2 separate regions of the Gadus morhua genome follow, and region 2 is linked to region 1. Evidence: chromatin contacts called from public Hi-C data. All regions are on one chromosome and are shown on one strand. The core of a region is the stretch at or near the end of the contact, and the rest is flanking DNA. Distances in the headings are between cores, read along the strand shown. Region 1 holds the start of LOC115531430 (ATP-dependent RNA helicase DHX8). Region 2 holds the start of LOC115531432 (thyroid hormone receptor alpha).

The links. A called contact is a pair of places that touch in the nucleus more often than the background predicts.
Region 2: a contact with region 1 is called in a Hi-C map of gonad, with 9 times the contacts expected there. The contact joins the promoter of LOC115531432 here to the promoter of LOC115531430 in region 1. A contact is called at or near these places in 4 of 6 Hi-C or Micro-C datasets (blood, gill, gonad and 1 more).

What each region holds. Positions count from the first base shown.
Region 1 is chr18:4,234,987-4,238,162 of gadMor3.0, reverse strand. It overlaps LOC115531430 (ATP-dependent RNA helicase DHX8), which reads left to right and starts at 1,869. Exons shown (of 22, transcript XM_030340694.1): 1 at 1,869-2,049; 2 at 2,492-2,577; 3 at 2,675-2,747; 4 at 2,925-3,016. The coding sequence starts at 1,887.
Region 2 is chr18:4,366,167-4,369,147 of gadMor3.0, reverse strand. It overlaps LOC115531432 (thyroid hormone receptor alpha), which reads left to right and starts at 1,471. Exons shown (of 11, transcript XM_030340697.1): 1 at 1,471-1,886.

The sequences.
Region 1 (3,176 bases), core at 620-3,119:
ATCTGTGTGTGTATATGTATGTGTGTGTGTGTGTGTGTAGATGTATTTGTCTGTGTATGTGTGCGTATGTTTAGATCTATGTGTGTGTGTATATCTGTTTGTGTAGATGTGTGTGTGTGGATGTATGTGTGTGTATGTTTAGATGCATGTGCGTGTGTATATCTGTGTGCGCATGTGTGTGTGTGTAGATGTATGTGTGTGTGTGCATGTGAGCGGCTGATTAATGGTTCTTCCTGTTCTTCCACCCAGCGGGGTGTCACAGGCTGACCCTATAGGCCATCAGACGGCGCTTACAGACGAGCTCCGGTAATTGGGTGACCGAGGTCAAGGCGGGACGGCGTGATGAGTCACCGTGTTCAGCGTCTTCCCTTCCAGCGCGACCCCCCCCCCCCCTGGGGGGCAGTGCTCTGCTCGGGCGTGTGGGTGGGGGCTTGTTGTGGGGACGATGACCTCACAGAGGCAGCTTTGCCGGCAGCCAATCCCCTGCCTGCTCTTCAGAGACAAGCCCCGCCTTGAACCAATCGCCTCCCTGCTCTTCAGAAACAAGCCCTGCCTCGCACCAATCCCCTGCCTGCTCTTCAGGAACGAGCCAGCCCCCCCCCGCCCCTTCATCCTCATATTGCCTCTCTATTCTATAGCTATAGATGAAGTACACGTACGCACACACAGGCATTCACACCTCACACACGTACAGTACATACTCATATAGGCACACACACTATGGCACATGCACACAGACAAACATACACACACACACACACACAGGAATGCACACACACAAACACACACAGGCATACACACCTACACACACACACACACACACACACACACACACACACACACACACACACACACACAGGCCTGCACATATACATATCCCCACATGGCACACGGTGGATCCTCTCCATGCACCATGCTGAGTCGCAGCGGGGTTTTTCCACTCAGCAGTTGGCGATCTTTGCGTCCAGCTGTGCTTTCGGTTTATGTACATGCTACAAATTCAGGCCTAATGAACGCGGAGCGTGTTAGCTCCGACCATGGGCGGCGCGGTGTGAGCGGACAGATGGATGTCTGAGGGGAACTCCGGGCCAACATTAAGGCTTTATGGTCGTGCTTTGTTCACGGCCCAACTGTCTAACAGGTGAGCTGGAGAAAGAGCTCTGATGCATTAAACGGACTCCCAGACCGACAGGGGACTGTAAGGAAGGGCTGGACTCACCAGGAGACTCAATGAAGGATCAATTAATATCTGAAGGCCAGCTGCAGCAAGGCATAACTTCTGAATATGTTTATTTATTTAAATATTGATAACCGTTTGGCAGTGATCTCTTTTTATTCATGGGTCTCAATAAGAAACATTGGAAATTAAGTTGTAAAAAATACCGATTTATGAGGAAGATTTATCATGTCCTTACCAATGTTGATGCAGTGAAGGTCAAAGGGTTGGTTGTGTTTGTTTATAATGGGATAAAGGGAGGCGCGCACAATGTGTGTGTGTGTGTGTGTGTGTGTGTGTGTGTGTGTGTGTGTGTGTGTGTGTGTGTGTGTGTGTGTGTCTGTGTGTGTGTGTGTGTGTATATATATGTATTAGTGTGACGTGTGTGTATTGCTCTAATGAATGGTGAATCTAATTTGTTAGAAAACATTTCTGTCCATCTAGAATAAAATAAACACAGACTACAATTATTTAAATATAAATAAGCCATGATTATTAGCGAAATGATAATCATTTCATTATTTTACCATTAGCGCCACCCTGCGGATCAACGTCACACACACACACACACACACGCACACACGCACACACGCACACACGCACACACAGGTCCCCCACCACGTGGGCTCGGCTCTGACCGTGACACCGGAAGCGGAAGTGCGTTCACAATATGTCTGCTGTGTCGAAGCGCCAGCAGAACAAAAACATTGCGGCGGAGGAGAGGATGGCCGAAGGTGGAGTGGACGAGCTGAAGCAGCTGGAGTACCTCTCTCTGGTGTCAAAGGTCTGCACGGAGCTGGACAACCATCTGGGGATCAGTGACAAGGACCTCGGTAAGGCGCTCCCGTGGTACTTTGGCTCGGCTAGCATTAAGCTAACGGTGCTACTTATGTAGCCGCTAACATGTAGCCGCTAACTCCTCCATGAGATGTAGAACTTATTACTGTTCCAGATTCAGTCCAGGTGTTTCATACTATATCTCCGCTGTAATGTCCCGTGAGTTGCTGCTTTGTGTCAGCTAGCCTCCGAGCTAACAGTGCTACTGTTCCTGGATCCGTCAAAAGTTCCACAGTCATAAGTTCTACTGAATCTGGATCAGTCATGAGTTCTACTGAATCTCTATTCAGTTCAGGTGCTTCACACTCTGCTATAATTTCACTTGTCTCGGGTCTGTTTTCGTGGTTTGTGGTTTTCGGTCTTGCTCCGTCTCTGGTTGAGTCTGCTTTGGTCTCTATGAGTTGAAGAGTAACGAGTTGTGTCGGTTTTTGTTTCCAGCCGAGTTTGTCATCAGTCTTGCTGAGAAGGATCCCTCCTTCGACGGGTTCAAGGCCCTCCTACTGAAGAATGGAGCTGAGTTCACGGTACGTGAGGTTCAGGGCTATGGATGAACAACACGTCATAGGAGAAGGAGAAATGTTCAGTCCAGGAACCAATGCTTGAACTTAAATTTGTTTCCAGGATTCGCTTGTTGGCAACTTACTCCGACTCATCCAGACCATGCGACCCGCCTTCAAGGAGTCTGCAGGCAAAGGTGAGACCATTTTATGATAGAGTTGTTCCCACTTTTGTTTCTGTGTGCACACATTTCTACTGACATGAACCACCTTCCTAACATAAACATGTCCAGGTGGTTCCTCCGTGCCTGAGTCAAGACCTGAGGAAAATACATCCGGTAATCGTGATCTAATGGCTGTTTTCTCTACGTCAGGCTATGAGCCTCCGGCCAAGGAGAGGAACCAGAAGGAGAAGTTGAAGGAGCTGTTTCCTGCACTCTGTAGAGCCAACGAGCCTTCTCCGAAGGCAAGTGACCATCGTCCTTTTGTTTGTTCCAGTATTGCTTAAATTAATTGTATACTTAATATGACTGAATATGATGATGCTGAATCAATAGAGCCTGATATGCTGGCAGGTCTTTTAACCAGGGTCTAACACCATCACTTACACTACGGGTAAGTCTCAC
Region 2 (2,981 bases), core at 222-2,721, 130 kb before region 1:
TCGACGTTTGATATGAATCACATTGTTTCAAGGTTTCCTTCTCCTTGCTGTAGTAGAGGTTTGGAGACTATAGATTTATTATTCAGGGGCGGGGAACTTTAGCTAATCCAATAGCGTCGGAAGCCATTAAAATAATGTATGTGCATTATAACAATGCGCCGTTCTCTCCTCTTCTGAGCTTCAGATTCTGTGTTTATTTGCCTTTGTAGTTATCTGATGGCTTGCACTTTCAGATCAATCGGACCCATTGGACTCACGCACAATCAGCCGTGCGGAGAACTCCAACAAAGTAGAGCCCTGGTTGAGAGGACAGACTGTACACTTCTTACCGACTGGTTGTCAACCTTATCTTACTTGAAATGCCACGCGAGATCATAATAATCCGATGTGTGCATATTACTCTCCCTCCCTTCGATGCTATGAGGTCACAGCGGTTCATGTCTGCAGACTCACTCATCTATGAGATGAATAAACACACATACCGAGCGTGAGCACGCATACCACATACATATTACATATATATATTATGCATACAATACATTTCCTGGCCGCGGTCTCGGTGTCCGCGGTGCCCAGGACGGGAGTCACGGGACTGCCCGGGCCAGGGTCAAGGTGATTGAAGGTCCGATCCAACCATTTCCTCCTCAACACTTCTTTCTTGGCCCAGAGATCTCTCTGTGTCTCTCTCTCTCTATCTCTCTCTCTCTCTCTGTGTCTCTCTCTCTCTCTCTCTCTCTCTCTCTGTGTCTCTCTCTAAAAATCGACCCCCCGAAATATCTAACCCCCTGAACATCTAACCCCTAAACATCTAAGCCCTCTAATCATATATCCCCCTAAACATTTAACCCCCTTAACATCTGACCCTCTAACCCCCTAAACATCAAACCCCCTAAACATATAACCCCCTAAACCAGTGGCGGAGTGAGAGGACGGCCAGGGGTGGCCGGGCCACCCCATTGGCCACCCTAGACTGAACCTCGGCCACCCCATTGGCCACCCTATACTGAACTGCGGCCACCCCATTGGCCACCCTTGTCGTATTTGCATTTTTATTTATTTTATTTCTTATAATTTTGCATTTTTGCAAAATAAGTCTGGCTCTTGTGTCCACATTTGGTGAACAGATGTCGCATTGAATCGCAAACACCTAAACATATAACCCTCTAAACATCTAACCCCCTTAACATCTAACCCTCTAGAGTCTAGACATCTAAACATCTAACCCCCTAAACATCTATCCCCCTAAACATCTATCCCCCTACACATCTAACCCTCTAAACATCTATCCCCCTAAACATCTAACCCCCTAAACATCTAACCCCATGCGTGAGGTGCTCATCAACATGTGACCTTAGAAGGACGGACCTCACGGTCCTTGTGACCGAATAAATAGAGCGGACAGGCGGCCGACGTCGAGCCCGCTGCCCGGGTATCCGTCAGAGCGCCATCCGTTATTCTGAGGACTAGTGGGTGCTCTACAGCGGCGCTCCTGTAGAGAGCGGTAGACGGTCTGGAACTGATCTGGGGCCAGCGAGCAGAGCTCTACTGTACATGAGGAGGGTGGAGCGAGCCAGCGTCTCTTCTCATTGCTCCCCCTGTCGTGGCATCCCGTCCACAAGCCGCCTGATCCTACACACCAAGGAGGACAACATCTGAGCACCGACACGGTGGACGCGCGAGGAAAAGGGACCGGAAGCCCAAGTGCTTCGTCCGCGTTAATCTGAAGAGCTCACGCCTCGGGAAGGACTAGACCGCGAGCCCGTCTGCAGCGCAGCGTGGAGCCTCGCACCCGACCGCTCTCCGTTTCCCTCCCGAACCCGACCCGGACCCACCCAGACCCCGCCGGAACGCACCGAACCCCGGCGTGCCGCCCAAAGACCCCGGCTGTGAGTACCACGAGCTCTGCGCTACCGGCTCTGTTTTTCCCGCTAGCTTGAAACGACTGTGTGTGTCTGTGTGTGTGTATGCGCGCGCGCGTGCGTGCGAGTGTGTGTTCGCCCGCGCGTGTGTGTGTGCGCGTGTGTGTTTGTGTGTGTGCAGGATAGCTGCATGATCTTGACAGATCAGCAGATGGTTTGTTACCATACAGTTGTCTTAATGCTTCTCTAGTTCCCAGCTCACCGTGTGTTGTCTGTCCTGCATCGCCCTCATGGTGTTGTCCTCATGTCGCCCTCATGTTCCCCATGCATGGACGCAGGAGCTGCTATAGGAATACTTGTTATGCTTGACCATTATGGGCTGGCGACACACACACAGACACACACACATACACGCACACACACATACACGCACACACACACACACACACACACACACACACACACACACACACACGCACACGCAGACGCACACAACCACACTTCCACGCACACATACTGACCAAATATAAATCGATTAACTGCACTACAACAGAAGCTGGGTGCCATGCCGGTGTCTTCGTTTTTTTTCCGCCACATGAGATAATATTTCAGCATAACGTGTGAAGCATCTGTAACAAGAGATAATTTTCCTGGTGAGTTCTGCGTTTATTTCTCATATTTGAACAGCCCCTAACCTTATGAGGCTATACTGTTCAATTAAATGGGCATTGGCCCATGCAGCCGTTTGTTTTAAAATGTTATATCACAATTGTATTAACCAGAGCAGGCAGCATGGTCATAACCATATCCTTCATAACCATATCCTTCATTGTTAGATGATTAACTGTATCGTTTAGCCTGTCCTCAACTCTGAACAGAAAACAATGTGTACACAAGTTTCATTTCTCATTATTATCTTCATTTACATCGTTTACTTCCATATGTTCCCACCAACGGTGAAACATTAGCGAAGTGCATGGAATAGTACCACAGCTCATCTGTGCGTGGAGGGAAGTCTCTTTCTTTTGAATAATGTTGTTACGAGGTGCCTTGTTATTGGCCCACATTTCCAAACCATCGTCATAAAACACAAAACCGGCTCTTAGCTGTAACCGACGGCCC